2 separate regions of the Mus musculus genome follow, and region 2 is linked to region 1. A link is a contact called in public promoter capture Hi-C data. All regions are on one chromosome and are shown on one strand. The core of a region is the stretch at or near the end of the contact, and the rest is flanking DNA. Distances in the headings are between cores, read along the strand shown. Region 1 overlaps Tlk2 (tousled-like kinase 2 (Arabidopsis)). Region 2 has its middle 9.2 kb from the start of Cyb561.

Region 1 (3,770 bases), core at 824-3,323:
GTCCTCTACAAGAGTATAATATGCTCTTAACTGCTGAGCCATCTCTCCAGTCCTCTTTATTTTTAAAAATCTTTATTGTGATTGTAGGGGTCAAACCACAGGTCTTGCTCAGCAAGTATTTTACCATTGATCTCTTATTTTTCTAAATCTTGAACACATGATTTTATAGTCAGTATCTGATAATTCTGGCATCTGAGGTTTTTATAGTTTCTGCTCTCATTTTTTCTTTTTTTTTTGTGGTTTTATTTAACTTTACACTGTTTTCTAATGATGTATAACTTAGAGTTCTTGAAAAATTATTTTTGACTGTGAAGATATATTTGTTCTTTGAGGGAGAATATTTGTTTTTTAGTTTCTAGAGAGTTTAGCTTTCTGTTGTAACCTCATCACATTTAAGGCCCATATTTGTTTTTTTTTTTTAAAGATTTATTTATTTATTATATGTAAGTACACTGTAGCTGTCTTCAGACACATCAGAAGAGACAGTCAGATCTCATTACGGATGGTTGTGAGTCACCATGTGGTTGCTGGGATTTGAACTCCGGACCTTTGGAAGAGCAGTCGGGTGCTCTTACCTGCTGAGCCATCTCACCAGCCCGGCCCATATTTGTTTGGTTGGTTTATTTTTGGTGTTTGTTTCAGCTGTCAAAGAATTGGTTTGGATTCTCCTAACACTTTCTAAGCCCAATTCCCTACATGGCCGAGGCAACTTCCTTGAAACCATGAGGCTAGAAGAAAGTTTTCTCTTGGTTTACTGTTTCCCTAAGAATTGCTGCATTGGAGGCCCACCTTGCAGTGGAAAGTGTTTCCCGTTGAGCTCTCTACTTGGTTGGGCTTTGGGCCAGAGATTACTTGACATCTTGGTGCCATATATGACTTTGATGTTTTATTTATCATGTGCTCTTAGGTTTTGTCCTAGCAGATCCTATATATTTTATCACATCCCTGATGTTTGTATATTCTTTAAAGATATTTATCCTGCCCCTTTAAAAATTGCTGTTTTGATAAAAAGTCTTGACTATGCTGGCTTGGAACTTGTTGTGGATTAAGGCATGCACCCAGCCGTGTTTGTTTATCCGTGGTGTCTAGGAATTGAAGGGTTTAGCTATATCCCTGGCCTGTGTCGTGTCTTTAAATTTGCTTTCCAGGGAAAGATTTATTCAAATATCCTAACCTGCCTTTGTTTAGTTAAAGACTTTAGACCTTAGTGGATATTTATTGAATGTAGGGCAGAAAAGTTGACTTAGTGAGCACATTGTAATGAATGGTTACCACAGTGTTATAGTGCACAAACTCAGACTCTTATGTTTGGTAAGAGTGTTGATACTGAGGACTAGTTACTTACAGATTGGAAAACTAAATTCATTTGTCAGTAGAATTTGATATATTTATCTTACTTTTACTTTCTCAAATGAATAGTTAAGTAGCCAGACATTATAGTACACAGCTGTAATCCCAGCATTTGTGAAGTTGAAGATAGAGGGTCATGTGTTTGAGGTTAGTCTGTGCTAAATACCCAGACCAAGGGCTAGAGAGAGAGTGCACAGTTATGAGCACTTGTTTCTGGCACCCACAATGGCTCATAACCATCTATAACCTGTAACTCCAGGGTATCCAACAGGCATACATATACTGCACATATATGCATACAGGCAAAATAGTCATACAAATAAAATCTAATGATTTTTAAGTAAGATAAAATTAGATGTGGGTTAAAATACATACTATGACTTTGACGTTTTTCCTGATAAACAGATTATAAAGTCTCTACAAAACAGCCATTTCTACAAAGGCCCACCTTGGCTACAGAGCAAGTTGAGAACCAGTATATGCCATTCAGTGAGACTGTCTCAGAGAAAACATAAAAATGATCTGGGAAAAGCCAGGTGTGGTAGTGCATGCCTTTTAAACACCAGTATTTGGGCGACAGAGGCAGGCAGATTCAGACAGATCTGAGTTAGAGGTAGCCTGGTTACACAGTGAGTTCCATGACAGCCAGAGCTATATAGTGAGACATATCTCCTCCCCCAAAGAACTGGGGATGTAGCTAAGCACATTCAGAGCAATCGTCAGCCCTACCCTCACTCCCCAAAGGCGGTTGGCAAGTGTTTCTATTTCTAGATCCTTCAGGATATATACATGTATGTTTGTACTAGTTGGTGCTAGTTTTCCTTATTTCAATCATATTAATTTATTCAGTGTCCTATAAATATTTGTGTTTTATAAGTAGTGTTGTCATTGTAATTAATGTCTCCTTTGTAAATACTTTTATTGTTTGTTTTGCCTGTTGAGACAGGCTTCCTGGAACTCACTCTGTAGACTAGGCTGGCCTTGAGCTCATAGAGATCCTCCTGCCTTTCCCTTCTAGGCACTGGATCAAAGGTGTGACCCATCACCACTCAGATGGCTCAGCCAGTAAAGCTTAGGCTCACGACCAAAAATAACTTCTGTATAATTCCTTAGTCAAAAAGTATATTTACAAAGATCATTCCAAGCTGGGCATTGGCGCTATACTCCTGTAGTCCTAGCACTTGGGAGGCAGAAATGCCTGTAGATCTCTGGGAATTTGAGGCCAACTTGGTCATCAGCTTGTCTTTCAAGTTTTGGGACAGCCAGGACTACAAAGAGAGATTCTGTCATTATATAGTTATATTTAGGTAATATATAGAGGTATATATTATATAAATACTATATGGTGTTACGTACATTTCTGTCAACAGTTTTAGTTTCTTTTGGCATATCCAACTAAAACTGAATTTTGTCATTACAATCTTTCTACCGAGAAAAATACTTTGATTTAACTTTGATTTTTTTTTTTTTCCTCTAGGGATATTAAACATCTTTTCATATGTTGAATGGCCTTTTCAGTTTAGCTAGGAGGACATTTTAAGATTCTTAATTTGGTGTCATGTATGTTGTAATTATGTTTACAAATTCGTGATATGCTTAAATTGATTTTTTTTCATTTAACTTTATAAGTGTCTTTTATTATTTTATACTTTTTAAAGTATAGAATAGAGTTTATTCAGGGCACGGGGAGGGGAGCTAAGAGGGTAGTAGAGGCAGAGAAAGGCAGGGAGAGGGAGAGAGTAGAGAAGTAGAGGCCGACTGTGACCACGTAGAGAGAGGGGGAAGAGAATAGGGAAGGGAGTAGGGAAGGGAAGAGGGCAAGAGAACAAGAGAGACTATGTTATACATCTTTAATGTCACTATGATTCAAAAACACACACATGCATGTTGCATCCCCAGGTATAAAATCTTTGACCACTAAGCTATAGCAGCATTTGCTTATGTTTTCTTGTATAAGTTTTCTTTTTCTTTCTTTCTTTTTTCTTTCTTTCTGAGATAGGGTTTCGCTGTGTAGCTCTGGCTGTCCTTCAACTCACTTTGAACTTATATTAGGCTGGTCTCGAACTCAGGATCTGCCTGCCTCTGCCTCCCAAATGCTGGGATTAAAAGTGAATGCTGCCACCAGCCATCTTCTTGTTATAATTTTTATATGTGATAGAAGATAGGAAGATGCTTGTCTCTCTTTCCTGTATAACTTCAGAAATAAGTGTGTTGATCTTATAAATACATTCTCTTTACTATAAAACATGCTTTGATCACAAATTATATAGCCATATTATATGAATTTGCTTCTAAATTCTTTGCTTTTTTTGCCACTAGAACTTAAACTATATAAATGCGTAAATAAGTACTTTGAGACAAGTTATCACCCATGTAACTCAAAGCTGACTGAATTCAGTGCCCCTTACTTCATCCTCAAG
Region 2 (3,770 bases), core at 495-2,994, 740 kb after region 1:
ACACATGAGTGCATACTTGGTGGGGGGGTGGTAAATAATTAAAAACAGATTTATTCAGTGTGGCTCCTCCAGTCTCTCCTGCAAGGCCTTCAGACAGAACTGTGTGAAATCTTGTGAAGAGGCAAGTCCCTCCCTGTGGGTGGCACCAGGCTTCAGCCTGTCTGGGGGATTCTTGTTCATTGGGGACCAGTGTCTCAGTACATGGCAGCCTAGGGAAGGACACGGGGCATCTCTTCAGAAAATCTTCATCCCTGCCAGGACGTTATATACACTGTGTGCAGGGGAGGTGGTGGGTAGGAAGGAGACCTCACACAGGGCCAGTGTAGAGGGGTGTCATCCGGTCCCTGTTCACATAAGAACAGCGACAGGGGGGACTTTGACTTCCTAGAGGCAAAGCCATAAGAAATAGGTTTAAGATTTGCGATTAAACAGTACCAAGAGTCCAAAGAGTAAAGAACTTGGCTGGACATGGGCGCCTACCCGCAACCCCAGGCAGGAAGGTAGCTGCTGAGACCAACCTATGCTGCACAACAAAACACAACAAAACCAGTGCGCTCCTGAGCACTGTCTTCTCCTGTAAACCACGGAAGTCCTCACAGTCTGTGGGAAGGGGAAAGATCAGACACCATCACTGTTCTTGGAGACCCTGTCCCGCCATGTTGGGCTCCACCCCTGGATGATCACATTCAACTAACACCTGTGCCTCAGCTTTCTCACCTGCAAAGTGGGAGTTAAGTGGTACCTAACTTGCAAGGTTAGGAGGTTGGAATTAGTGGAACTGCATGGAGCACTAGGGAGACACAGCCTAGTCAAGTTGCACCTCCACATCCCAGCAGCAGTGCATCCTGGGTAGAGGTCGCCAATAGTGGCAAGTAGAGGAGAAGGCTAGGTCCTGACTGACACAGGCCCAGCTTTGAAGAAGGCCCTGGGAGCCACTTCCTGGGCTCTTGGGGAGGGGCTGAATGCCTTCTGGTGAGTTCTCTGGGATGGATCCCTGACCCATCAGCATGCAGGGGACAGAAGAAGGTCAAAGGGTCCTAGTGGCTGGGGGAGGGAGACCAGAGCACAGGGGTCTGCCTGCCTGCAGCTGCAGGATGAGATACAACACCGAGAACCATCTTCACAGCAAAGCCCAGCCCTTGGGGACTAAGCAGTGCCCGCTCCTTAACCACGCCTCCCCACTCTTGCCCCTCACCTGAGCCGGTTTGAACGTGTTCCTTCCGTGAGAGGCATTCCTCTGCCTCCCTTCAACGTGGACTGTCTAGACAGCCACCCACGGAACAGCCTCGAGCTCATGGCTCTACTGGGCCATGGCCTCTGATCTCTGGAGCTCTGCACATGCTGGTCCCCTGCTCTCCCTACTCTGATGCCTGGAGGTAGAACGTCCTTCACTCTCTTCACCCGAGCAGCTCAGGCTGCCTTTCTTTCCACCTTGCCTGTCCCTTCCTGGCCCCTTCCTGCTGGGCACTCAGTGCCTCTGTGCCCCCTAGGCCACAACTGATGGCTTTCAACTCCTCTTGGGGTTCCACGTCAGGACATCCCCCACGGGTCTGTGCAGGTGAAGCCAGGCTCTCGCTCAGTGCTGTCCCCACTGTGTCACCAAACAGGAGCACAGGCCCTGAGCTGTTTTTCTGGATCTTGATGGAACCGAGCCAAGGAAGGAGTAAATGAACGAGTGGGAGGGTCTAATGAAGGCCAGGCCAGATGAGGCAACCAGGAAAGGACAGATGTGAGTCAGAACTTACTCACATGTTCCTGGCCCGAGCGGCCAAGATGCATTGCCGCTATCCACAGCTATGGCAGAGCCAGGCTGCCTTCTGGGCTAGAAGATGACCAGTTCCCCTTTCCTGCTGCCTGGGGGTGCATGGACTGGACAGGGTGTGCTGGAGACAGGGTTGGGCCCACTGCCCCAAGGCTTTTCAGCAGTACATCAACTTTCAAATTATTTATTTTAAGGAGCTGTGTATGTGAGCCAGCACGGCCTCGAGCATATGGCAGTCCTTCTGCCTCAGCTTCTTGAATGTTAGTATTATAGATGTGAGCCTACACTCAATCTCTTTACTATTTTTGTTTTTTGTTTGTTTGGTTGGTTGGTTGGTTTTTTGGCTTTTCAAGACAGGGTTTCTCTGTATAGCCCTGGCTGTCCTGGAACTCACTCTGTAGACCAGGCTGGCCTCAAACTCAGAAATCCGCCTGCCTCTGCCTCCCGAGTGCTGGGATTAAAGGCGTGCGCCACCATGCCCCGCCTCTTAACTATTTTTAATTGCTTTTTAAAAATATTATTATAGTGAGGATACTCGGGGTTCAGAAGACATCGTGTAGGCTTTGGTTCTCACCTTCCATGGGGTAGCCAAAGATTGTTTTCAGGCTGTCAGACTTGGTGACAATTGCTTCTACCTGCTAAGCCTTCTTGTGCATTCTTAGACGTACAGTAAGAAATACATTCTTGCTGGGTGTGGTGTGGTGGTGGACCCTTTAATCCTAGCACTTGGGAGGCAAGGGGATCGTGTGAGTTCAAGGCCAGCCTGGTCTATGTAATAAGTTCCAGGACAGCCAGAGCTACATAGTGACTCCAAGAAGGAGAAGGAGGGGGAGGAGGAAGAGAAAGAAGAAGAGGAGGAGGAGGAGGAAGGAAGGAGGAGGAGAAGAAACACATTCATCTCTAAGACACTAAAACTCTACCTATTAAACACTAACTCAACAATTTTTTAAAAAGCAATGTCTTACTTTTTTTTTTTTTTTTTTTTTTTGGTTTTTTTGAGACAGGGTTTCTCTGTATAGCCCTGGCTGTCCTGGATCTCACTCTGTAGACCAGGCTGGCCTCAAACTCAGAAATCCGCCTGCCTCTGCCTCCCGAGTGCTGGGATTAAAGGCGTGCGCCACCATGCCTAGCTAATGTCTTACTTATTAAGTTTATGTTTGACCTAAAACTGCAGGGAATGCTCAGGAGGCAGGCCTGGGGCACATACATCAGTTCAGATGGGAAGAAGAAACAAGAGCATGTTGAGTCCCACACACACAAGCCCAGGCTAGCCTGGGCTACCTGAGCCTCTATCTCAAAACAATGAGGCAGAGTTAGAGCCAGGCATGGTGGTATACTGCCCGTGTATCAGTACCTAAATCCCAGGACTCTGGAGGCTGAGGCCGAAGAATCTTGGGTTCTAGGCCAGCCTATGCCTATAATGCAACCTCCCAGAAAACAGCATAAAGAAAGGAAACAATGAGAAGAAGAAGAAGAAAAAAAAAGATTGCTTTGGCTTAGTATTGTAACTGGGCTCCTGAGCCTTATCTGTAGTACTGAAAGAAATCAATACAAATAATAATAATAATAAACCAAGCCCACTCAGTCAGTCAACAGGTTCTCCAGTTCAGGAGTGATGATTAAAAAGAAAAAATAAAATTTAGATATCATTGTAGCATTACCCCAGTCAATTCTGAGACTGAAGGCAGGTTTAATTTTTCCCAATTCACTTTTATACCATTTTAATTTCATGCAAGTATTTAGGGCAAGCAATACAATAAGGAACTAAAAGGACAATAGTCAAGGGACAAGCAAGACAATAAACACAAAGCCCCATGATCACTCCAGTGATGCTGTTTCTAAGGATGATCAAGATATCTGAGCCCACTTTGTTCTACCCTAAAATCAGATTATTACTTCCTTGTCCTTGGCCAATGTCAGGTCCCTGCCTGGCCTTACTTCTTTGTCATGGCCAATGTCAGATTCCTGCCAAGTGGCACCCCAAAAGGCTCATCACGAATTAATAATA

The links. Promoter capture Hi-C pulls out the DNA fragments that hold promoters and counts their contacts.
Region 2: a contact with region 1 is called in a promoter capture Hi-C map of liver, with 3 times the contacts expected there. The contact joins two enhancer-like sites. A contact is called at or near these places in 10 of 39 promoter capture datasets (the 3T3-L1 cell line, the C10 cell line, embryonic stem cells and 5 more), 2 of 115 datasets of contacts at active chromatin or transcription factors (both in embryonic stem cells) and 1 of 9 other capture datasets (embryonic stem cells).

Annotation. Positions count from the first base shown.
Region 1 is chr11:105,215,603-105,219,372 of GRCm38.p6, forward strand. All of the region lies in intron 6 of Tlk2 (tousled-like kinase 2 (Arabidopsis)), which reads left to right. Among named protein-coding and RNA genes, the nearest start is that of Tlk2, 36 kb to the left of the region's middle. Within about 2 kb of position 2,074, at least 10 of the 459 cell types and tissues checked have an H3K27ac peak or open chromatin away from gene starts, as enhancers often do.
Region 2 is chr11:105,951,852-105,955,621 of GRCm38.p6, forward strand. No RefSeq gene overlaps it. Among named protein-coding and RNA genes, the nearest start is that of Cyb561, 9.2 kb to the left of the region's middle. Within about 2 kb of position 1,745, at least 106 of the 459 cell types and tissues checked have an H3K27ac peak or open chromatin away from gene starts, as enhancers often do.